Regions from separate parts of the Rattus norvegicus genome. Here region 2 is linked to region 1. A link is a contact called in public Hi-C data. All regions are on one chromosome and are shown on one strand. Each heading gives the region's core, a stretch centred on a gene start, on an enhancer-like site or on the middle of the called end of the contact. The rest is flanking DNA. Distances are from core to core; before and after follow the strand shown.

What was found. Hi-C and Micro-C count contacts between places; a contact is called where the count stands out from the background.
Region 2: a contact with region 1 is called in a Hi-C map of kidney, with 2.9 times the contacts expected there. The contact joins two enhancer-like sites. A contact is called at or near these places in 7 of 12 Hi-C or Micro-C datasets (frontal cortex, hepatocytes, kidney and 3 more).

The regions. Positions count from the first base shown.
Region 1 is chr5:170,719,548-170,725,851 of GRCr8, forward strand. The region is part of intron 2 of Mmel1 (membrane metallo-endopeptidase-like 1); the gene reads left to right. Among named protein-coding and RNA genes, the nearest start is that of Mmel1, 9.1 kb to the left of the region's middle. Within about 2 kb of position 2,599, at least 33 of the 93 cell types and tissues checked have an H3K27ac peak or open chromatin away from gene starts, as enhancers often do. A contact at or near this core is called in kidney, where this site is marked.
Region 2 is chr5:170,763,453-170,769,756 of GRCr8, forward strand. Tnfrsf14 (TNF receptor superfamily member 14) reads right to left here. Exons shown (of 8, transcript NM_001015034.1): 8 at 4,961-6,192. The coding sequence ends at 6,094. Among named protein-coding and RNA genes, the nearest start is that of Tnfrsf14, 9.4 kb to the right of the region's middle. Within about 2 kb of position 2,324, at least 4 of the 93 cell types and tissues checked have an H3K27ac peak or open chromatin away from gene starts, as enhancers often do. A contact at or near this core is called in kidney, where this site is marked.

The sequences.
Region 1 (6,304 bases), core at 1,349-3,848:
AAAGAAAATATTTTTCCATGGGGCTGGAGGGCTGGAGAGATGGCTCGGTGGTTAAGAGCACTGGCTGCTCCCCCAGAGGACAGGAGTTTGATTCCTAACACCCACATGGCAGCTAACAACTGTCTGTAATTCTAGTTCTAGAAGATATGATAGCTTCTGGCTTCCATGGGCATCAGACACACAGGTGGTACACAGGCATGCATACAAGCGAAAACACCCACATACATATAAATGAAACCAATTTATTTGTAATTTTTCTGTTACATTTATTTGAGGAGGAGCGTGTCGTGACAGACAGAGGTACACGACGGTCAGAGGACAATTTGTAGGGTCAGTTTTTCCTGCTACCACATGAGTCCAGAGAATTATTGTTGTTATTGTTGTTGTTGTTGGGTTTTTGTTTGGTTTGGTTTGGCCTGGTTTCTCTGGGTAGCCCTAGCTGTCCTGGAACTCACTCTGTAGACCAGGCTGGCCTCCAATTCAGAGATTCACCTGCCTCTGTCTCCTGAGTGCTGGGATCAAAGACATGAGCCACTGCTCTCCGAGTGGTTCAGAGAATTGAATATGAGTACTTCCGTTCTTTCATCGGAAGCATTCCGGTTACGGCTCTGCTGTTTCTCCTGCAGCCATGCAAGGCTGGATTGTCTTTTACTGGGAGGATTTTCCTTAGCTCCCTCCCTGTGATCTCTAGAATGTGTCTTTTGTCTACACTGGCTGTGTTTCTGATGCATTTTTCAGCCTTTCTTGCCTGTGTTCAAACTAAGCTATCCCCACCCCCCTCAATTTGCTTGAAATTCTTTTTATTATCCTTTTGATAGTTGCTGTTTTTTCTTTTAATTATTTGCTAGTTTAACATTATAAACAAATCTTTCCCCGACTCCCCGAACTCCTATTTTATTTTCTGTGCTTTGTGGTGGCATGGTATGGAGGTCAGACACCACCTTTTGGAATTGATTCAATCCTTCCACCTTTACGTGGATTCTGGGGGTCAGTCTCAGGTCCCAGTCTTTCTGAACAAGTGACTTTGCTTGTTTCACTTGTTTCTGAACAAGTGACCTGCTATCTGGCAGGCTCTGAATGCCAAGTATTTTCATAAGTAGCTGGGTACTGCGCCTTCATTCGCGATCATCCGGAATTCTGTTCACAAGCAGCCATATTCGTTTCTCAGGTTGGCTGACCACAGCCTCTGCCTGTTTTTGTAAATAAAGTTTCAGTGGTACGCTGCCTTGCCTCCTTGATTGTCCCCATGCTCCTTTCCTGGCAGAGCAGCAAAGCTACTTAGGTGACGCTGAGCCTGCCAGCAGCCCTCTTTGCAGGAAGATGTCACCAGCCTGAACCTGAGCTATGTCCTTACAGTCTGCAGCTCATCTTTGGGCTTTTCTGCCTGTTACTCAGTGAAGACAGGAAGAGCCTGAGGTGGTATGCACACCAGTGCCCAGCTATACAGCCTGGCAGGGCATTCCAGCTCCCGTCCCTGCTGTGTGACCTCAGTCAACCTCCACGACATCTCTGGGCTTCAGTTTCCCGACCTGCAAAACAGAAATTACAGGAGTGCGTGTATTAGAGGCTGGCACGAGGGTTTGAAATCTTAGTGCAACAGGAGTGCTTAGAAAGGGGGCCATCACACCCGTCGTTATCAGATTTAGTAACAAGAAGTCTGTCTTGCCACTGACCCTATTGATCTTGACATTTCGTCCTGTATGAAGGTAAATTAGACTGTGAGACACCAAGATTGCACATCCCAGATGTCTCCAAAGCCTTTGCTAAAACCCACCCTTGTCACTTATGTATTTTATGCTGTATTCAAAAATACTTACTATTTATTTTGAATTACACGTACATGGAGGATGAATGCACACGTGAGGGTAAGAACCCTCGGAGGCCAAAAAAGGGGTCACCTCTGGAAACCGGAGTTGAAAGTCACTCAACAGTTATGTGGGTGCTGGGATCTGGACTCAGGTCTTCTGCAAGAGCAGAGCCATCTCTCCAGCCCTTGGTCTGTCTCTCTGAAAAGTTCAGAGTTACATTTTCTTTCCTGGCTATTGTCTGGATTTCTTCATTTCATAACTCTCTTGGCAGTTCCTTTTTCTATCTAGTGATTGTTATACAAGGCTTGTCTTTAGCATTTCAAAAGCAGTCTGTGCCTTTTGTGTATTTGATGTGTGTGCGCGGGTGCGCGAGTGGCGCGTGTGGCGTGGGGGTGGGGGGCGTGGGGCGTGGGGGGAGGAGGGAAGGCAGGCGGGAGGAGGGAGGGAGCCCAGGCTGATCTCCAACATAGTATATATAGCCAAGGATGACCCTGAACTTCTGATCTTTTTGCCCCTACCTAGCAAGCACCGGGATTACAGGGATACGCCTCCATACCCGTTTTCAACCAGTACCTTTAAAACAGTTGCTAGTTATGGGACAGCTTGAATAACAAACAGGTTGGTCCTCGTAGGGCTTTGAATGTAAAATGCCTGGCGTGGAATCCCGCGTTCGATCACTTGGTCTCCGCCTGGTGGCGCTGTTGGAAAGGTTATGGAACCCTTAGGAGGTGGAGCCTTGCTGGCGGAAGGACGTCACTGGGGGTGGGCTTAATAGTTCGGCTGCACTTCCTGCTCTTTTCTTGCTTCCTATGCTTCCTATGTGCAGATGAACACACACACACACACACACACACACACACACACACACACACACACACACGGAATTGCTAATTATGTATTTGGTTTCTACCGTGTTTTTAAGTACCACACACAGACCATATACAATTACTGTTGCTTTTAATTGTACCATGTTCTAATAAGTTCCTCACCTTATAACAACTTTGGTTCCCCAACCCTAACACAGGCCGCGCACGCATTCACATTCACACGCATGCATACTCGCACACGTGCACACGCACACATGCACACACGTGCATACTTGCATGTGCTCACACATACATGCACACGTGCTGGGGGTTAGAGCTTCAGCACTTAAATAGGGTGGCTACAAATATACTGTCCATCACTGACTTCAATGTAGGTGGGACTCGGGAATCTTCCAGAACAAGAATTCCAAATCTACAGTGCTACAAGCACGTCAGGCCTTTCTGGTGATCAGACACCTCAGCAATGCCCACCTGGAAATAGTCTGTTGTAAATCGTCAGCAGAGGTGGATGTGAAAATAACTTTACTTGCTTCCGTCCCTCAGTCACAACAACCTGCCCGTCTCAGCAAACCAGGCTAAGCAGGGCACAATGATTTAAAGAGCGAGATCCAGTGTTAACTTGCACTGTGCTGTTCAGAACCCGTCGGTCTAATGCCACTGTCTGTCAAATTAACCCTCCCAGTTCTGTCTCCTGAGTCGGTTTCTCCTTGTCTTTACACTTCTGTTTGCTTATCATGAGAAATCTAAGAAAACACTTGTATTTCTTCCAGCTTGGGTTTGTTTTGAGTCTTGAATCATACATACACACACACACACACACACACACACACACACACACACACACACACACAGAGAGAGAGGGGGGGGCAGAGACAGACAGAGACAGACACAGAGAGGGAGGGGAGTCCTATATTACTCCTCACTCCTAAAATTCTAACAGGGCTATGGAGAGAGCTCAGTCAGCAAAGGCCTGAGTTCAATCCCCAGAATCCATACAGAAAAGCTGGCTATGGTGATGCCTCCATTAAAGAGCTCAGTACTAAGGAGTCAAAGGCAGAGAGATCCCTGGGGCTGTAGGCAGCCTAACATATCTGGTGAGCAGCCTGCCATCAAAAGATGATGTGGAGGGTGCCTGAGAAACACCCCCAAGGCTGACCTCCAACCTCTACACACATGTGCATATATCCATTTCCCCCACACAAACAAGAAGCACATACATTAGTGAAAGAAAATTCTGGTTGCTTATAGACTTGACTTTTCTCGGTCTGTCCTTTCTAGTACTCGATTTTTCTGTAATCGTTTCTGTTCCCTGGCTTTGCCTTGCGTTCCTAGTAAATTCCATAGAGTATCATTCTCGCCTTAAGTCTCTTTCCTTTCAGCTGGGTGGACTCTACCCGTTCTGGGTCTGCAATTGTTAATAAACTTCAACAGCCACATCCTTTCCTTTATTTTTAATTTATTTATCATATACAAGTACACTGTAGCTATCTTCAGAGACACCAGAAGATCCCATTACAGATGGTTGTGAGCCACCATGTGGGTGCTGGGAATTGAACTCAGGACCTCTGGAAGAGCAGTCCGTGCTCTTAACCTCTGAGCCATCTCTCCAGCCCCACATCCTTTCCTTTTTAAAAAATATATACTATTTTGTTATTTGTGTGTGGGTGAAAATGTATGGACGTGTGCGTGTGTGTGTGTGAGAGAGAGAGGCAGAAACAGAGAGAGGGAAACAGAAACAGAGGGAGACAGAGACAGAGGGGGAGACAGAGAGACAGAGAAGGAGACAGAGGGGGAGACAGATGATGGAGACAGACAGAGGCAGAGAGAGGGAGACAGAGAGAAAGAAACAGAGACAGAGAGAGAAGAAAACAGAGAAAGGAGGAGACAGAGAGAGGAGAGAGAGAGGAGGAGACAGAGAGAGGAGAGAGAGAGAGAGAGAGAGAGAGAGAGAGAGAGAGAGAGAGAGAAAAAACACATGACTCACACAGTACAAGAACAGCTCTTTGAGAATCGGTTCTTTCCACAATAGCTTGCCAGGTTTTCACAGCAAGTTCGCTGAACACCTCTTGTCCCATGTGGTCTCATTTTTAGCTTTAACAGCTGATTCTTCTTCAGATTAGGTTTGAACTTCTTGTCAGTTTTAGCTATTTCGTTTCTTTACGTATTTCAAATACTGTATTATGGTCACATAGTCTAGGTGTCACATCAATACCCAGAAAAGACCCAACACCCAGACGCCCAAAACCACAGTTATCTAATATCTATCTCTGGCTGAGGTCAAGCTGATACAAGCCAGACTCAGGCTGAGCACCTCTGTGTCGGGGGAACCTCATCCAGGCACAGAGACCTAGCTGGTCATGATCCTCTCCTGGAGGAAAGGAATTCAAGGGGACACATGAAAGTACTCAGGCCACAAGGGGCCTTAGCTCAGAACTGGGGCATGACACACCCACCTTACTTTGTGGGCAGGACACATGGACACCCCCTGGGCAAGAGATGAGCAAAACATCCTTTGCCCCTTGAGCAGGAGCAGCAGCAAAACGAGGTGGCTGGGACTCTGTTGCAGAGAGTTGCCCTCATAGTCCCCATATCTGAGCTCCTGGGGCTCTGTCGTTCTGATACACAGACAACTTCTTTTCATAAACATAAATTACTGTCCCCATGGCCTTTGTCCTTGGACTCCTGTATGACGTAAGTGGAGGTTTCCCTCTGAGAATGTGTTTGTTTGTTTCCATCAGGTGTCTTGAGATTCTCCCACTTGGGAGAGCTTCTTGTTGACTCTCGGGATCCTTTCCTTAGCAACACCACAGCCACTCCTACATCTGTCTCGCAGCCCTGCCGGGAAGGTTACTCAACCCCAGGGGGGCGTGGGTTCTCTCCCATCACTGAACTGAGCTCTGTCTATCTCTGTCTCTCTCTTTCTCGTGTGTGTCGTGTGTGATGATGTGGTGTGTGTGTGTGTGTGTGTGTGTGTTAGAGAGAGAGAGAGAGAGATGGTGTGATGTGTGGTGTGTGTGTGTGTGTGAGAGAGAGAGAGAGAGAGAGAGATGTGGTGTGTGTGTGTGAGATGTGGGGTGTGTGTGTGTGTGTGTTAGAGAGAGAGAGAGAGAGAGAGAGAGATGGTGTGGTGTGTGTGATGTGTATGTGATGTATATGTGATGTGTGTGTGTGTAAGAGAGAGAGAGAGATGGTGTGATGTGTGGTGTGTGTGATGTGTGTGTGTGTGATGACTGTGTAATGTGTCTGCATGATGTATATGTGGTGTGTGATGTGTGTGTAATGTATGTGTGTGTGATGATGTGGTGTGTGTGTGTGTGTGAGTGAGAGAGAGAGAGAGAGAGAGAGAGAGAGAGAGATGGTGTGATGTGTGGTGTGTGTGTGTTTGAGAGAGAGAGAGAGATGGTGTGATGTGTGGTGTGTGTGATGTGTGTGTGATGTATATGTGATGTGTGTGTGTGTGAGAGAGAGAGAGATGGTGTGATGTGTGGTGTGTGATGTGTGTGTGATGTATATGTGATGTGTGTGTGTGTGTGTGTGAGAGAGAGAGATGGTGTGATGTGTGGTGTGTGTGATGTGTATGTGATGTATATGTGATGTGTGTGTGTGTGTGAGAGAGAGAGAGATGGTGTGATGTGTGGTGTGTGTGTGTGTGTGTGTGAGAGAGAGAGA
Region 2 (6,304 bases), core at 1,074-3,573, 44 kb after region 1:
GATCCAGGTAGTATCAGGTTCTTTTTGCTTTTTGTTTTATCTTCAGTGCCCTATCTGGGGTAACTAGACGTTTCCTCATGTTTTCTTTTCTTTCTTTCTTTTTTTTTTTTTTAAAGTAAAGCCTTTCACAAATAGAATCTGGCTTCCTTTTCTCCTCCTCTTCCTCTTCTTCCTCTTCCTCCTCCTCCTCTTCCTCTTCCTCCTCCTCCTCTTCCTCCTCCTTCTCTTTTAAGATTTATTTATTTATTATACATGAGTACACAGTCACTGTCTTCCGACACACCAGAAGAGAACATCAGATCCCATTACAGATGGTTGTGAGCCACCATGTGGTTGCTGGGAATTGAACTCAGGACCTCTGGAAGAGCAGTCAGTGCTCTTAACCACTGAACCATCTCTCCAGCCCCTTACTCATGTTTTCTAAGCAAAAGCCACACAGTACATGAAGAAGAGCAGCTAGGCTGAAAACCCAGGCCTGTGACCTAAGGTTGTTCTGTCTCTCTGGCCATCCACTGGACAGCCTTGTCCTGTGCCTGTCTCACATTGCGGGCATTACCACGGTGCAGGCTGGCAAGGGTGCTGATCAGGGAAACCACCATGGAGAAGCAGGCTTGTTACAGCTCCCCCGCCCCTGCCCTGCCCGTGCCACACAAGGCCACCCGGGGAAGCCCCAGGGCTGATCAGCAAGCAGAAGAAGCAGAGTCCCTACAGGTGAGAGCCTTCGTGTAGTTTCCATGGGAAAGGCCAGTCAAGGTCATTGAGCGGGCCTAGGCTTGGTCTGCACAGAGGACAGTTTCCCAGACTCTGAGGTACAGGGACCAATTTGGGTTGAGAGGCATGAACTCTGGGGGTCACAAACTGAAGACATGATGACGGTTGATTGATGGAGCTGGCTTTACAGACTCTGAGCTGTAGGGGCCAATCTTAGCTCTGGAGCCCTAGGGATCATTGGTCTGGGGTATAAAGGCCTCAGAGGACACCTCTAGGTGGTGTGACTAACCGGCAGGGAGGAAGATATTCTAAAGACTCGTATTGTTCCTCTCACCAACTCTCAGACTATTGAAGCAGTGGGCCCCAGGGAACTGAAATCACCTCAGAATTCTCACCCCATGAGAGGAGAAAGCCTAAAGCATAGGCCAACAAGAAGAGAAGCTGCTCTCCTGAAAAGAGACTTTCCATTCATCAGCCCACTTCACAGGAGAGGCGGTGGGTGATGGGTGGGACCACGCCTTACCCAGGACTACTGGAATATGCATGCCCCTGCCTCTGTTTTAACCTCAACTTCTGCTCAGAAAGATGGACTTGCCGGGGTCACTAGATATCTGTCCTCTTTCCCAGTGTGGCCATCTGCTGACTCCGTTCTAGTGAGTCCAGCCCTTACCACTTCCTGGGCCTCAGATGAACCTTGGCGCTTTCCTTCAAACCCGCCACCACTTAGCCTATCCCTGCAGCTTCTGGGGCTGCACCTCATTCCCAGGACACTTCTGAGGCCCACACCTCAGAAGCCCCTGGGGTGGGACCTGGAGGGCAAAGGTCTTCAGCATCCAATATGGGGGCGATTAGGCATTCGCTTGCATCTCTGGGGGTTGGGGGGAGAGGAATCACACAATACATGAAGCTGGTCTGGAAACCCAGCATGGCGGGCAGCCTAATGTTGCCCGGCTGTTCTAACCAACCTGCTGAAGAGACAGTGCAGCCTTGTCCTGTGGCTCGTGATGCAGATTAACTGCCATGATGCGAGCTGGCAGTTTAGCTTTTCAAAAATTAAAAATTAACCCTGTTATATTGCCTCCTCGGGGGCTGGAGTCCAAACTGAGCTTGTCGGGCACAGGCTGCTGCTCTAAAGTCCAGCAGTGCAATGGTTAACACTGATTATTAACTCGATGGGATTTAGAATCACCCCCCCCCCCAATGGAACTGGGTTGAGGTGGATAGACCCAGCCTAAAGTGAGGGAGTGTCCCTCCGAGGGCGAGGGTCTTGAACTGAACGAAAGCTCAGAAAGGAAGCTGAACATCCTCACCTAGCACTGAACTTCCTCGCCGTGGACGCAAGGTGACCCGGCCAACTCACACACCTGTCTTTCCCACCACGACGGACCTGAAACCAGGAACCAAAATAACCCCTTCTTCCTTACATGGTTTCCTGTCAGGTGTTTGAGCCAAGCACTGAGAACAGTAGCTCCCACTGCTGGACTCCAGATTGGCTCGTCTGAATGTAAATTACAAACTCCCAGGTCACCAGTTCCTGGACCTAGGAGTTGGCTCCTCCCAGAAGGATTAAGAGAAGCTCCAGAGGTCAGACTGTCAAAATGAAACCACGTTCAGGACAGGCATCTATTGTGGGCAGCCGGCTACAAAGAACAGGATGCCCTCAGGGTCCCCCACTGCACCTCTTGTGTAGCTTGAGTCAGTGTGGCTTGAAGGCACCGGTTCTGGTGACCCTTGGCTCCAGTGCTGATCCAGACTGGGCAGCCCCAGGGTCCTCTACACTCTTAGAGCCCTCTCAAGGAACAGTAGGAACACGGTGTCGTGCAGCTGGCCCCAGGCGTCCATTTATTTGGGTGGATGTGACCTCTGCCTGTGCTTGGTTGAACATGTTTGCCCTGTGCTGCTATAGGAGACCAGAATAGAGAGAAGAGGGTTCTGCACTGGCAGAGAAGGTGGCAGTGTCTCGGGCCCTGCTGTGTCTCTGCTCCTGAATGCCTACCCATTCTGTGAGCACCAAGAAGAGCAGCTCTCAGGCCCACTGTGCCCAAATCTTGTTTTTTTTTTTTAATATTTATTTATTTATTTATTATGTATACATCATACAGCTTTCTGCCTGCATGTATGCCTGCAGGCCAGAAGAGGGCACCAGACCTGAATATAGATGGTTGTGAGCCACCATGTGGTTGCTGGGAATTGAACTCAGGACCTCTGGAAGAGCAGACAGTGCTCTTAACCTCTGAGCCATCTCTCCAGCCCCCCAAATCTTGTTTAACAACCACTCTGCCATCTCCCAGTAATTCTAGCATCTAATTTTAAATTCACAGCTCCGCTATCGAGCGCTCTTCCAAGGCAACCTGAGCCTTGTGTTTGAAGACTCGGCCCTAGATGTAATCAGAGCAAAGCCAAAGGCCAGCAGATCTAGAACAATACAATGGGCATTTTACTGGGGACTTACAGGCAAAGCATGGGGTTGGGTGGCAGAAAACTGACCCCTGCAATTTAATCAGAATGAAGGGCTTAGAAAGTAACCAGGAAAAAGTGATGTCAGTCAAGACTGGTTTGCCTGAATTGTCTCAAGCTGACACCAGGGGCATCAAGCACGTTCTGGGTGCTGATAGCAAAGAGTCTCCACATAATGTTTCATGCCACTCACTAATGGTTTTGCCTCTTGTAGTTTGCTAGGAGACTCTGTGAAGAAAACAGACCAAATAGGTCAGCGGCCGCTGTGTGGTTAAGACTCAGGAAGGCTGCATCAGGCCAAGCTGCATCCATTCATGTGAACGCATACCCAAAGTTGGTGTGGTTCCTTGGTGGTCAGAGCCCTCCGTGTTACTGGAGACCCTGTTCATGATGACAGCTTCATGTGCCGATGTCCTCTTTGTGAGTCGTGAATGCAGACTTGTTCCACAGTTCTAATTATAATCTGCCGGAAACAGCAAACATCAGGCATGAGTACAACCTTCCCACCTCTGCCTCCTAACTCAACTTCCTCAACCACTAGCATTAACATACAAGTTTCTCTCCGTGTTCCACGGGCTAAAGAGTGGATGAATAGCAAGGTTACGTGGAGTGAAGAAGACAGACATATGGAAGATAAGAAAAGACAGATGGTGAAGAGAGAAGATGGATGGATGATACAAACAGATGAGAAGAGATTATGGTGGTTTGAGTGAGAATGGCCCCATAAGGTCATCTGTTTGGATGCTTAGTCCCCAGTTAGCGGAACTGTTTGGGAAGGATTAGGAGGTGTGGCCTTACTGGAAGAGGTGTATCGCAGGGGGTGAGGTTTCAAAAGCCCACATCGGGACCAGTTCTCCCTGCTCTGTGTGTGTGTGTGTGTGTGTGTGTGTGTGTGTGTGTGTGTGTAGTCTTGTTCATGGTATCTCTTCACAACAACACAACAGTGACTAAGATACACAGAGGTATAGCGTGTAGCCTAATGAAGCTTTCCATTGCTATGGCAAACACCTCAGGAGATCAGGGGAGCAATTCAAGGAGGAAGGCTATGTTTCAGCTCACTGTTTCAGCAGAGTTTATGGCCGCTGGCTTCACTGCTTCTAGGCCTGTGGTACGGCAGAGGCTTGTATAGATCTGTGTGGTAGAGCAGGGTTGCTCCGCTCACAGCAGCCAGGGAGCAGAAAGGGAATGTTGGTGTGCACATAGGAGAGCCTCTTTCCCACTCTCCTTTCATCTGGGCATATCCCATGCTCAGGACGGGACTTTCCCCTCAGCCAACCATCCCTGGAGATGCTCCACAAGCGCACCTGAGCCTGCTCCCTCATGGGCACTTCTGAACTCAGCCAAGCTGACGATCAAAGTTGTCCGCTGCACGCCTCAGAGCGAGCGCAATTAGCCACCGTCTCGACCTCTGAACACTGTTCTTTATAAATGCAAACAGTTCTCGGGAGATGCCAGGACTCGGGCAGGGGGACAGATGAGCCTGGAACACAGCACCCGGCTTGCCTGGCAGTCACTCCCGTGAACCGATGCTCTATGTTCAAAGGTTCCTATTGGAGAAGATGCCCATGGAAATGTGGGGGGCCAGAAAATATGGCAGCGATGAGATCAATCGCCGAGCAGGATGAAAAAACCCAGTGGTTGCTGACACATCAGCGAGGGTGACTACACCTCCCACCAGTGGAGAACCCTCGCCAAGTGACTAGGTGGCAAGAGAACATAGTCACCTTGGAGCAGCCACTGTTACTCTCACAGGACAGACAGGTGTTTGATAAGACACACGATAGAGACAGGGTGTGTAACAAAAATATTTATTTCCTATGACAAGTAGAAAATAACTTAGACATTCATTCTGAAGCCAAGGGAATGGTTTGGTCACTAAGAGTGCTGTTCCACAGCATGAGAAAGGACCTGCATTCTTGAAACTGGGCTCATCCCCAGAATCCACTTTAGAAGTTTGGCATAGTGCTGTGTGCCCTAAACCCAGCGCTGAGAAGGCAGAGCCAAGGGGATGCCCAACGCTCAGTGGTAGGCCGATCTAGCTGAATTGATGAGCCTCGGGCTGGCTCAAGATGGCTAGCTACTAAGGAACAAGTACTGAAGACCAGCTTTGACAGGTCAGGTACACTGAGGAGAGGTGTGGAGTCAGTGATTAATCAATCCCTCAGCAGACTTGTGTCTGAGGGAGTAAAACTTAGTTCTCTGGGGCCTGCAGAAAACTCTCTGGGGCTAGGTCCGGTGGGAAAAGGGGGTAACAGGTACGCGTGTGCACACACACACACACACACACACACACACACACACACACACAAAGAAAATAGAAGGCATTGACCCGCCCCGTCTGGAGGACCACGCAGGTCATCACAGTGTTACTTGAAGAGCAGAGGTAGAAGCGTCAAGTTTGAGGCTTGCCCAAGATACAGAAGGAGTCCATGGTTGGCCCAGACAATTCCGTGTGACTTTGCCTCAAGATAAAAAACGGAAAGAGTCTTGGGAATGTAGCTCAGGAATAAAGCACTTGCCTGGTATGGGCAAGATTCCAGCCCCAGAAACTTCAAAATAAAATCCACCAATGCCATATTCTTGTCTCATCGCAAGCACCCTGACCCCAGAAGGCCGTGCTCAGCAGCCCTCTGGATGAGCAGCCTTTAACATTTCCAGGACGGTCAAAGGCCTAGGGTTTAGACAGGCTGTCTGGAAGATTTGGGAAGTAGGGCATAGGGTCTGTGGTAACTGTCACTGATACAGACTTTGGATCGTTTGCATGGGCGCAGATGATCCCATTTAACACTAAGAAGGACAAAGCAACTGCTACACCCTGGGCCATGGCAACATCTCCCCTGCCATGTGATGCCGTAGCAGCCCAGGGCATCTGCCGTGCCCCTCTGGCATATGGAAACTTCCCATCAGGGTCTCCAAGGTGTCTCATCACCCCGAATTCATGCAGTTGAAGGCTGCCTCCTCCTCGGTCACAGAAGGACCAACCTCGATGACTGGAAACCTGATGGCGTCCTCTTGTTGCTCCTGCTGCCAAAGAAGCACAGGGTGAACTCCTGCCTCTCAGGCACCGAGCTGGGGACTGCATGGTTCTCGGGGACCTGTAAGGCTCAGATGTAGACCCTGGAGTTGGGTCCTTCAA